Linked DNA regions of Mus musculus: all the other regions are linked to region 1. Evidence: chromatin contacts called from public HiChIP or PLAC-seq data. All regions are on one chromosome and are shown on one strand. The core of a region is the stretch at or near the end of the contact, and the rest is flanking DNA. Distances in the headings are between cores, read along the strand shown.

What was found. HiChIP or PLAC-seq counts read pairs in DNA pulled down with a chosen protein or histone mark.
Region 2: a BATF HiChIP or PLAC-seq map of CD8 T cells shows a contact between it and region 1, with 10 read pairs. The contact joins two enhancer-like sites. A contact is called at or near these places in 2 of 484 Hi-C or Micro-C datasets (Th1 cells and bone marrow-derived macrophages) and 2 of 115 datasets of contacts at active chromatin or transcription factors (CD8 T cells and effector CD8 T cells).
Region 3: a contact with region 1 is called in a BATF HiChIP or PLAC-seq map of CD8 T cells, with 20 read pairs. The contact joins two enhancer-like sites. A contact is called at or near these places in 4 of 39 promoter capture datasets (the 3T3-L1 cell line, the C10 cell line, liver and 1 more), 2 of 484 Hi-C or Micro-C datasets (B cells and natural killer cells), 2 of 115 datasets of contacts at active chromatin or transcription factors (CD8 T cells and effector CD8 T cells) and 1 of 9 other capture datasets (adipose tissue).

Annotation. Positions count from the first base shown.
Region 1 is chr10:44,819,806-44,823,508 of GRCm38.p6, reverse strand. No RefSeq gene overlaps it. Among named protein-coding and RNA genes, the nearest start is that of 4930431F10Rik, 83 kb to the right of the region's middle. Within about 2 kb of position 1,753, at least 13 of the 459 cell types and tissues checked have an H3K27ac peak or open chromatin away from gene starts, as enhancers often do. A contact at or near this core is called in CD8 T cells and effector CD8 T cells, where this site is marked.
Region 2 is chr10:44,481,736-44,485,438 of GRCm38.p6, reverse strand. It overlaps a transcript of Prdm1 not described here. Among named protein-coding and RNA genes, the nearest start is that of Prdm1, 25 kb to the right of the region's middle. Within about 2 kb of position 2,123, at least 35 of the 459 cell types and tissues checked have an H3K27ac peak or open chromatin away from gene starts, as enhancers often do. A contact at or near this core is called in CD8 T cells and effector CD8 T cells, where this site is marked.
Region 3 is chr10:44,537,075-44,540,777 of GRCm38.p6, reverse strand. No RefSeq gene overlaps it. Among named protein-coding and RNA genes, the nearest start is that of Gm35154, 60 kb to the left of the region's middle. Within about 2 kb of position 1,572, at least 71 of the 459 cell types and tissues checked have an H3K27ac peak or open chromatin away from gene starts, as enhancers often do. A contact at or near this core is called in CD8 T cells, where this site is marked.

The DNA of each region.
Region 1 (3,703 bases), core at 504-3,003:
TGGAAAACCGACTATAGTCTTGCCAAAAGCCTGTGCTGTTTGGGGGTGCCATAGGATCCCTTTGGCCAACAATTCAATTAGATGTAACCCAATCTCAGTACTAGAAGCTTCATTTGGTGACAAAAGATAGCCAGTTGGGCCTCTGTTTCCCCCACTACTATGAGCTTCTATATTGACTGTATTCTTCTTGGTTATGAGATGATAATTTTGGAAGCTCACGTCATGAGAAAGTCCACTTCTTTTTTTCCTCTTGTAAATTGTAGAGGTGAACTTCTATCACACAGATTTCTCATAAGTGTATGGAGAATTGCAGGTGTCTTCAAATAGGAAAGTGAGAATATTAGCTGTGTTTTGTTGCTCTTAGAAATTTCAGCTATTGGAATGAAAATCTTGTTCCATGTAAAGAGTGGTCAATGAGCTGTCACCTCGTTTAAAGACTGTGCTCAGCAGATCTCTGGAGGCTGGCTTCTGGTATACCTTCTCACAGTAGAAAGCATGCAGGGTGTACTGAGTGGTGGTGTTTCCTTGTGTTTCACTCTGAGAAATTAGCTTACTGTCTGGAGAGTGGCAAGAAAGGAGTAAGTATTCCTGGAAAGAAGCAGCTACACGTGTACTTACCAACTTCTAAACAGAATAGTCTCTATATGAAGGATGAGAAGTGCTTCTGAGCTGTGAGGGCACAAGCCAGAAGCTCCACAGAGGAACTCAGAGACAATTCCTTGTTTCCCATCCTACACTGAACTGTGGCTTTTAACTTTCTAATAAACAATGAAAGTGGGTGTTATAAATGTTGTTTCACTCTGCAGACTAACTGAAACAGAACATTGGGTGCTTCTTTACATATGAACAATAGCAGGTATGAAAATTTTGAGAAATAATATCAAAACTTTAGAGTAACAGGTTTGTTCTGACATGAAAATATGAACACTCTTTTGTGTAGTTTTTGATAAAGAAGTGTTAGGAATTGTTTATTTCATGTTCCAGATAAAATCCAATCCCTCCCCAATTATAATCAATCCAAGTTGAATATCTATTCTGGAATAGATATTAGAGTTCCCCTAAAGAAAAAAAATCGAGGACAAAGATGCAAATTCAAGCATTAGGACAGAGGTCTCCATAATTAAGTACCCTAAAAAAAAATCACTTAACAGTCTAAGTTTTGCTGTTTAGGAATGTTCCAAATAGGTTTCAAAGAGGCTCAGAAGAGCCCCTCGCTCAGCCACAGGCCAGATGAGGAGGAACTTTGCAAGACTCTCCGTGGCAAAAGGATGTTAGCCTTAACCAAGCTAGCCAGACCAACAATAGAAAACCCCAAAGATCAATGATGTTAATAAATGGAGAGACCAGTAAGTTGCCTTCCCACCAATGCTAACCACACCAAAAGTAAGTAAAACCCTAGCTTCTCATAACTGGTTCTTGTTCAGACTGAAGAGTGTGAAGAGCCACTTGCTGTGACCAACGGTAGCTGTGCTGCTCCTTTGTAGAAAGCCATGGTCTTCAAAGAGCTTAGTAAGGGTCTTCACTAAAGAACAAAAAAAAAAAAAAAAAAAAAACATGGGTAAGACTGGTTTCCTTTCAAGTTATGACTCAACTTTGGTCACCACACTTCCACTTGGACCTATTAACATTTGGTGATCAGAATGTCATTCGTTTTAATCGGCTGCCACAGCAAGAGCTTTGCTGCCTCTCAGTCATATAGAAACCCACAAGAATATCTCCTTTTGACTCTGTTCTCCACATCAAACCCACAGTGAAGCTAATGCTGCTGTCTATCTTCTCACAATCTACTAGAAAGTGGCCTGCTTTGCCTTGCTTACTCTGCTAAAGGAGGTAAGCAAGAAACAAAGAGCCTAATGTTACTTATAAATAGAGGGTGCTATTGTAAGCCTGCTTGTAAAATAATAAAGCAATATGCTTTCTCTCTCTCTCCCTCTCTCTCTCTCTCTCTCTCTCTCTCTCTCCCTCCCTCTCTCTCTCTCCCTCTCTCTCCCTCTCTCTCTCCCTCTCTCAATCTCTTTCTCTCTGAACCATGATCCATGTCTCTTGTGAACATAGTGAATAAATCCCTTTCAAGCAAGGGCAGTGTGGAGACCAGTAGAAGCCAGCAGTAGGGTACTCAAGATTGCTTACAGGCTCTGAAACATAGGTGTAGGGTACAAGGAGCTTATCAGAGAACAACCAAGAGTGACAAGGAAAGGAATGGAGGGAGGGAGGAGGAAAAAACAAACAAACAAAAACGAAGATTTTCATTTATCTTTCTTGGAGATCAGAGTATCTCTTCTTTGTTCAGGTGCAGATTTCAAGAAACTAATCTTTAATCCCAGCCCTTAAGATTTCAAGGCTAGCCTGGGCTACTTAGTAAGAGCCTATGTCAAAAAAATGTTGGCTTGGCTTTAAAAGTTTGTTCTTATTAGTGTTGCTATTGTATGATTCTATCAATATAAAACCCATATCTAAGATTCAAGAAGCTCTTCCCACGTGCCAGGCACCATAGCAAACATTAAACGCATTCATTGTCTCCTTTGATTCTCCAATTATCCTTTCCATCAGATAGAAATATTATCTCCAATTAAAATTAGAAGTCCGGGGCATAGAAAATGAAATTATGAGAAGTCAAACTAATAAACAGTGGTTCTGGGACACAACCCTGGGCTCAGTGTGCCCGGAGATCAAGTTATTATCTGCTTCAGGGTGTTTCCCTTAAAAACACTGAGCTGTTTGTGCATTCAGCAAACCTAAATAGCTTAGAGAGTACCCTGAGAGTAGTGATTGTACAATGCTTCTGCTGGCTCTGGGGAATGCCTTCTGTGTTTTAACATCCCCACATGGTTCACTCAAACTTCTAAATTTGAACTAGAACTGCGTAGAACATCAGACCCTGAAAAACAACCCAACTTTTACTGAGTGGTTTCACTCACACCTGTGGTTTTTACTAGTGTCAAATTTCCTCCCAAGTGTTTCTGTCAAGTTTTATCTTGCCCATTTTCCCCAGGGCCAGCCATCCCTGTCAACAGTGACAATCTCCTTGACAAACAGAAGTCAAGGGAGCTATCAGTTTTCATTCACTTTTCTAGCTGGTATAATCCCTGCGTCCTACAGACTGTGTTCCTTCTAAGAATTTCTGGCTCCTCGTATCTAGGGCTCTTGAGATTTGAACTGAGCTGCTTTGGCCAACGATACCTGTTTTCTGGAGCACACTTTCAGGTTAAAAGGATTGCTATAACTCCATTTTCTTGTAGTTTGTGTTATGAGAAGTGTTGTTACACTTCTGTGTGTGTGTGTGTGTGTGTGTGTGTGTGTGTGTGTGTGTGTGTGTGAGAGAGAGAGAGAGAGAGAGAGAGAGAGAGAGAGAGAAAGAGAGAGAGAGAGAGAGACTAAACTTGACTCCAAAGAATCTAGCATGCCCTTGACAAAGAATAGCTCTTGATAGAAAATTTTAAACTTATCTTTTGTTTTTGATACATACTGTTTCTTTACCCTTTCCATTTCTCACATAGGGCTCATCTTTCAGTGGTCTGAGCTAAGTGGAAAAAAGCTTGCTCAATCTCAGAATTCAGTCATTTCTTTTCGGTCATCTATTACTGTTAAATTTGTTAATATTGATGTAGGAGAAATCCACAGGACAGTAAATGCATCCATATAAATGGGCCACCATTAATCTAGCTTTTACAAATGTTAATTGGAGTGGGGTGGGAGCGTGACC
Region 2 (3,703 bases), core at 874-3,373, 340 kb after region 1:
GGGACACGTCAAGCTAAGAAGATGACTGTCAGATCAATGTGTAATCCTTGAGAATTTAAGGACTCATACTCCACTGGTTCAGGTAGAACTAAGAACAGCCTTGTTCAGCTTAGCTTACCCAGTTATTGCATGGTGACTGTAATGAGCCACAACTGGGCTTTCCAAGAAGGAAAAACAACTTTGTTCCATGCACTTCAAACTTCCCTAGGCCAAGAAAAGGCCTGATTTCCTTTGTCTTTATGAGACTAGATTCCTTCATGAATATTCCTTCAGCAAGAACGTTCTTCAGATCGTTATTAGAACACGTTGTCGTTGTGTCTAACCATGGTGAGAAGAGTTCTGGGCACTTTAAAATGGTGTAAGAAATCACAGACACTGGCAATCCCTCCCTCACTTGGAACTGGTGCATTTTGAAATGACACATACTGCTTTGGGGACCGGGACATAGCTTTCAGCACTTGACTAGCCCTCAAACCTATGCCCTACCCAAGACTATATGAGCTGAGAAAGGAAAGCATTCATACAGAGCACATCCCACTTCAGGGTCCTCTATAATTAATGGGTTAGGCTTGGCTTGTCATTCCCAAAGAGATTACCCTCCCCTAAGTATCATCATCACTGGGGAGAGAAATGTTATCGTACCCACCACAACCTCCGGCTCGAAAACATACTGCAGAGCTTTGCCCTAAGACTGTTTAATAGCTAAGAGTCCCTGCCACACCGCTACCTGAGCTGTCCTAGTATCAGGTGGGAGGCTGATCATGAATAGATATCTGCATTATCAGAAACGTTGCCCTACTTGCAGCTCAGTGAAACAAAAGGAAGACTTCTTAAAGGAGTGTTTTCTTTGAATTATCTTTCTGCAAAGCAAATGCAGCCATTGCTTAGGGAGGGCCCATGCGAGTCCTACAGTATGTGCACAGGAAACATAATATTAATCGCAGTGAAGCCTGATACATGGTTATAACTATCATCGAAACTCCTCTTATATTTTATTTACTGTTGGAACACTTTAAGGGAAAATGATTTTCCTTTGAGTGTCCCCACCTTGGGCCGGGGCGGGGAAAGAAGAATGAACTACGTGTCCCTTTGAAAAGCCTTTGGATTAGATTATCAGCACAGTTAATGCTTGAGGGACCTTGTGTCTCCTTAACTTGCCAATTTCTATTTGTTGAGTGTTGTAAGAGTTTGCTAATTAAACAGTTCCCAAGGTATTTTGAGAAGAACTTGAAGACGTTTCACCAACTGAACAATTTATTGCTGCAGTTGAAAAAAAAAAAAAAGGTAGTGTTTATTAACTTTCTTGCTGCATTTGTGGAGACTCCTGGTTATAAGTCCTGGCCCTTAACTGGATTTTGAGACTCGAATCAGCCTTAAGCCTTGCTGTTGTTTCAATGTATCACTGTCAGTTTCAGTAAACCTGAATCTAAGTAATGAGACCCTTGCTGCAGAGTTCAAATAAAAGCATTGAGAGCTCATAGGAACATTTCAGTTTTAAAAAACAAAAAAACAAAAAAAAAAAACATTGCTTCAGATAGTAGAATTGGAGGTATTTAAGGTTAAAAGAGAACACTTTCAACTTAGAAATTCTCGTCTCCTAATTCCTTACAGATGAATCTATGAAAGTAGTTTCACTCCACTATTGAAACACAAGCCTCTGTTAACCACACAGACCTGGGATACGGGGCCTCCTACTCCAGGCTTCATGTGGGAGGCCACAGCTGGGAATCGGAAGGGTACATAGATGTGGGCACAAGACGAACTCGAGCATACAGAATCCTTCTCTAAAAGGAGCTGTGCTGGCCTTCTGGTTGTAGCCACTTCTTGTCTCTCCTGGGCAAGTAAACTAAGCTAAGCGGCCATCTTTCTTTTGGGGGAAGGGGCAGTAGGGGTGGAGCTCAGGGCCCCATGAATGCCAAGCAAGCAAGCACACTAGCACTGAGTCCCATTCCCCAGCTCCTAGCTGGCTATTCCTATGCAATTAGTAATAATATTAATCTAGCTTTTACAATAGCGTAAACCCCACTGCAGTGGGTAGCATTTCGATAGACCTTGTAGCCTGTTGATCAGCCACACACAAGCCGCCTGGAAGCTCCAACCAGAGAAGCTCCCCCGGAGGAAGTGGGTGTGTGTCTGCCTGCCCTTTGTTGTGGTCAGTAAAGGAACTACTTGTGCTTTTTAATTAGAAGGGTGGGACCAGATTCTTCCTAATTGCAATTTGAGCTGCAATACAAAGCTTTTACAGAAGAACTGTGTTTAAAAGAAGTGCGTGGTCATTCTCTCCCGCATTCAACCCCAAGCCTTCCTTAAGTGACTCCTCATTTTACAGTTTAGCGGGGTTTTTTGTTTTGTTTTTTAACTTACCACAACCTCCTCCGAAACATAGTCTACCTCTACTCTGTAGTTCCAGTTTTGAAAGCTACAGCTTGGCTTCTGTTTGAGAAGGATCCGGAGGTATGCAAGGGCCGCCTGGGACAATGGATGTGGATACAAAGTGCTCCAAAGAGGAATTCAGCAGTGTCCATTCAGAATAGCCAGAAAGTGTTCATCCGAAATTGCAGACAGCTGCTCGTGCTAAGTGGGATTTATCCTTAGAACTAGACAAGGAAATTTGTATTTCCTGTTTTAATTAGAAGGGACTTTCACAACATAAGAATAAAAGGCATGGTTTGCCCCAAAGACATGCATCTGCTTCATATAAAAATAAATGCATTCTAAGTGTGAGAAATTGCTTGAAGATGGCCATGATATTGGGAATATGCTGTGTATTTACTTTATAGTCATCTGAGGTTTTCTTTTCCAGTAAGGTTAAGAACCTCAAGAATTTTTATGACTGAGTTAGAGAAAAGAGCATGGCCAAACGCTGTCGTTCATGTTGTGTTGGTACGAAGAAGAAGAAGGAGAAGAAGAAAGAAGAAGAAGAAGAAGAAGAAGAAGAAGAAGAAGAAGAAGAAGAAGAAGAAGAAGAAGAAGAAGAAGAGGAAGAGGAATGCTTTTTGTCTCATACACCTGCCAACTATGTTCATGGAAGGGCTGTTCTTGTAACCCTGACAGGAAGCAGTGGAATTGATTTTTCACCGCAATTGTTGACTTGGGATACATAGTAAATGAAATATAAATCAGTAGGCAGGTGTGTGTGTGTGTGTCTGTGTCTGTCTGACTAACTCTGTGTCTGAGTGTTCAAGCTCCTGAATTTGAAAGGAAATATAGTGGCTTCCTGCACAACATTGATTTTTTTTTCTTTTTAATAACTTACTTTTCAGATATCAATGCAGAGAATGTCGAAAGGAAACCATGTGAGTCATTTTAAATTATTCACAATGACAAAATTTCTAGCAGAGCTGTAACTCATCTTTTGAAGTTAACATGGGCATAGTAACCATTTAGTCCTTCCTCTGTGTAATACTGTTCGTCTCTTTGGCTGGGGATTTTGGAGCTGGCATTGAACCCAATAAAAATCAGTTTTTATTCCTACATCCTTACTCTAAGAAAAGAAGCCTTGAGGCTTAAGGAGTGGGCCTGCTTTTTGTTGTACAGATGTAGGGAAGACAAAATTAGGATAGATATAGACTGAAAGTTATATTCTCCATGCTTTGTTCAAAGTGGGCAGAACTTAATGTAAATTACTTACAGTTGCCCTCTTTTTTAATGCTCCTACCTGGGCAGGAGGGAGCTTGTAGTTGTACAGGGTTAGGTTTGGAGC
Region 3 (3,703 bases), core at 323-2,822, 280 kb after region 1:
TTGCCATTAAGTAAAATTTCCCTAGTCCATCACTTCAGTTTGGCCTGGTGAAGACAACAACACAGATGGTAAATCCCATACCTGCTAGACAATGTTGCAAAAAAGTCTCTGACCAAAGATTGCCATCAGAAGTTTCAAAGAAGCACCTCTCTTGCTACAAATGACCCTGACGCCTGACACTACTCTGAGGTTGCTTCTTCCGTTCTAGGTCTTCCCTGTTTTACCCATTAATTAAATGAAAATCCCTCTGCCTGCATTCTGTGTCTATGGTAATGACAACGTACACATCTCAGTGAGTCATTATAAGCCATAGATGGAATTCAACTAGAACATGCTAGAGCTACACCATACAGCTCGGCATGCACCCCTGCACTCTTGTAATTCCCTGGAAAGAAAAAATGTTGATTAAACTTGAATAGATAGAGACATTGGGTAGCACAATGAGAAAAGCAATCAAACAGAACCTCTCCCTTCATGGGGTAATATAACTTGTGGAGGACTTTCACAAAGGGTATCAAGTATCGAATGCCACCACACTGCCTACTTAAAAACCAGACAGTCCAATTTTGAAATTTTAACAGGAAGAGAGTTAATAAGGGGAGGCCCACTTATTCGGATGAATCAAAGATGAATCTGATATATAATCATGCTTTATTTGTACAGGGTCATTCACCCTAGAATCAAAGCAGTGATCACATATCTCGTTAACCCTTACAACACCCCCAGGAGGCATGGAGATGGTAAGTCATCCCCCTTGTTACAGATGGAGAGAGCCTGAGGCTCAGGACACTGAAGGGACTTGTCAGAGGCCACATCAAGTAAGTGAGTAATGGAGCAAGAAAGGGAACTAAAACTCTGTCTTTCTCCCCATCGCACTATTATATCTATTATATTTTACCAGTGTTGCCAAACATATTAATTACATTTTCTTCAGAATTCATTTTAAAAAATCAACCCCTTCTTTAAAAAACAAAACAAAACAAAAAAAAAGGCAAAAGAGTGAGTTGATAAGGAAAAAAAGAGATTTGTGTTTGTTTTAATGGATCAGTGAATTAACATATCTAAAGGTGTTGCTTGAGAAACAACTTCGGTGTGAGACAAATGTTTACATTTTTAAGGTAATTAAGGTGAACTCAAATTGAAACTCTAATTTGTGACTGAAAAGCACTGGCTGCTTGCCTTTGGGTTTCCAAACAGAACCATCAAAGAAACCTTCATTGACTGGTCCCTTTGTTGTACGGGCAGGGGCAGCCGCCAGCGGCAAGCAAAGGGTTTAACTGACTCATCACGGTAAAAAAAAAAAAAAAAAAAAAAAAAAAAAATCATCAGAATTTTCAAGTTTTTTAACCTTCACATTTTCCTAGAAGTCCACTCGATGAGCAATTACGTTTTCAGGATCCCTGTTAGCTAACCAACCGTTCCTGAGAATTCGTGATTCCACAAAGTAAAACCGGTTACTACTCAACTTCCTCATTTTTAAAAGTGGTGGCGACAAGAAGTCAGGGTGACTGCCAGACCAGTGCTCCTTGCTGCGGAGGAGGTGGGGGAGCAGTCAGGAGTCCTAGTTTGCAGGCTAAGTTCTGGAGATGCAGGTACCTCTGTCCCTGAGCCATGCCAGCCTGGTGTGGAGCTGTGTCTCACACGTGGGTTCTGCAGGCTCATCCCACACCGACCTATAAGTCTCCTCGAAGCTGGGCTGAGGGAGCCCACACCACAGGCCTGTCTGTGGCCAGTGCTCTTGAGATTCTCGGTTCCCAAAACCGCAGTTCCCGATTTCTAGTTTCCTTATAGATGAGATGTGGGGATCTTCAGAGGGGATCCCGGACCGCCAAGCAAGGCTGGGGAAACCCAAAGCCCCTGTGGTTGACGCTAAGTTGTTTGGGTATCAGCAGAGACTCTGAGAGATGGTGTTTAAAATGCCTATTTTGGGTCAGTTGAGCTGGAGGGAGGCCACACCCCCCAGAGAAAGCCATGAAGAAGGTTCAGATGCGGTCTCTGACTCTCAGCTCCTGAGCTTTCAGGATCCAGAGCCTATTTCCATCTTTCCAAAGAAGTCTGGGGCCCTGGGCCTCAAATGTTAATTCTATATTTAGGTCTACCATTTATTAGCTGCTGTGTGACCCTGCGTAAATTATTTGGCCTGGCTGTTCTTCTTCTTAATTTGTGAAATTAAGGGGCTCCGGGGGCGGCTTAGACAGTGAGATGATACCTTTAGTGTTATCTGATTACCGTAAGCACGGCTTGGTGAAATTAAGCTCCAGGTCACACCAAGAACTGAAGGTGACCTAGTGCACCAGACCCTTCCTTAGGACTGCTGACCTACTTACATGGTTCAGGCAGAGGTGGGGTGTCATAGAATGAGTAAAACCAGGCGAGAGAGCATAGCTAGGAGAAAGCGTGTCAAGGCAAAAGGAAAGGCACACTGGGGAGGGAGCGACTTTCCAAGTTCCTGAACTAAATAAATCCTGTCACATTCCCACACGCAAGCCTACCACAGCATGAGCCTTGCCTAAGAAGCAGACTAGAAGGCTGATGGGAATCTGGATAGGATTGGCCCAGTTTAAGGAAGTTGAAGTTAAGCACCTCCTACTCCAAGTCCTGTAGCCCCTCGCCTTAGGTCTTACTCGCCTGAATAGACAAGGGGACTAGAGAGAGAAAAAACATGAGACGCAGTAAGACACCATCTGCAAGACGAGAGAGAGGCCTCAGGGGAAAGCAAACCTGTTAACCTCAAGTGTTAAACTTCCTGCCTCCAGAATAAAGAGAAAATTCATTTCTGTTGTTTGAGTCAAACTGTAAAATGGAAAAGTTTCCAGATCCTGTCGTCCAGCCTGGCCTGTGTGTCTTCCTTGTCTGGTCCAGTGATAGCAGGTCTTACAGAGAGACCACAGGGACAGTCTCAGTAGCTAGTAGGTTCTTGCCCAGGCCCTCTTTTTCTGCTCAAGAGATAGCCTACTCCTCTCTCACTGTGGTGTGACACTATTTCTGGGGAGATGTGAACAAATGTCTACTCACCCCAGATAAGAAACCAGCAACAGGAAAGTAGGGTAGGGCAGTGGCTCAGCATGTATTGCTCTTCCAGAGGTCACAGGTTCAATTCCCAGCACCCATATGGTAGCTCACAACTGTCTGTAAGTCCAGTTCTAAGAGATCCAATACCGTCTTCTGCCCTCCATGGGCACGAGGCATACATGTAGTACACTCAGGTAAAGCACTTACATACATAAAGTAAAAATAATGAATATTTTATATTCCTTTTAAACAGAGCTATAAAGGGAAAACTGAAATCTGTCAAGGAATCAAATTGTGGTTTTCCTTCCTTCTGTCTTTCCTTTTCTTCCATGAAAGGAATAAGAATCATCCCAAGGCAAGGGATACAGGCCAAGCAAAAGGAGGCTTTCAGACCTGCTCAATAAACTTTTCCTCTCAGTGTCGATGGAGACATAATGTGATGTAATGAGTGTGTGTAGTACTCATGACACACTTCCAGGGCACAAAGAAATACTAATAGCAAAGGAAATCTGAGCCAGCTGCTATGTACAGCAATAGACAAAGAGAAAAGACTAAGATAGGCAGGCAAGGTATTACCTATATTTCCATACATTATTAAAATTTTAAAGCTTTATCAAATACATAATATGAGTCAGGCCTGCATACATACCAATACCAAGTACTATAAGTACTATGTATTATGTTCCTGTGT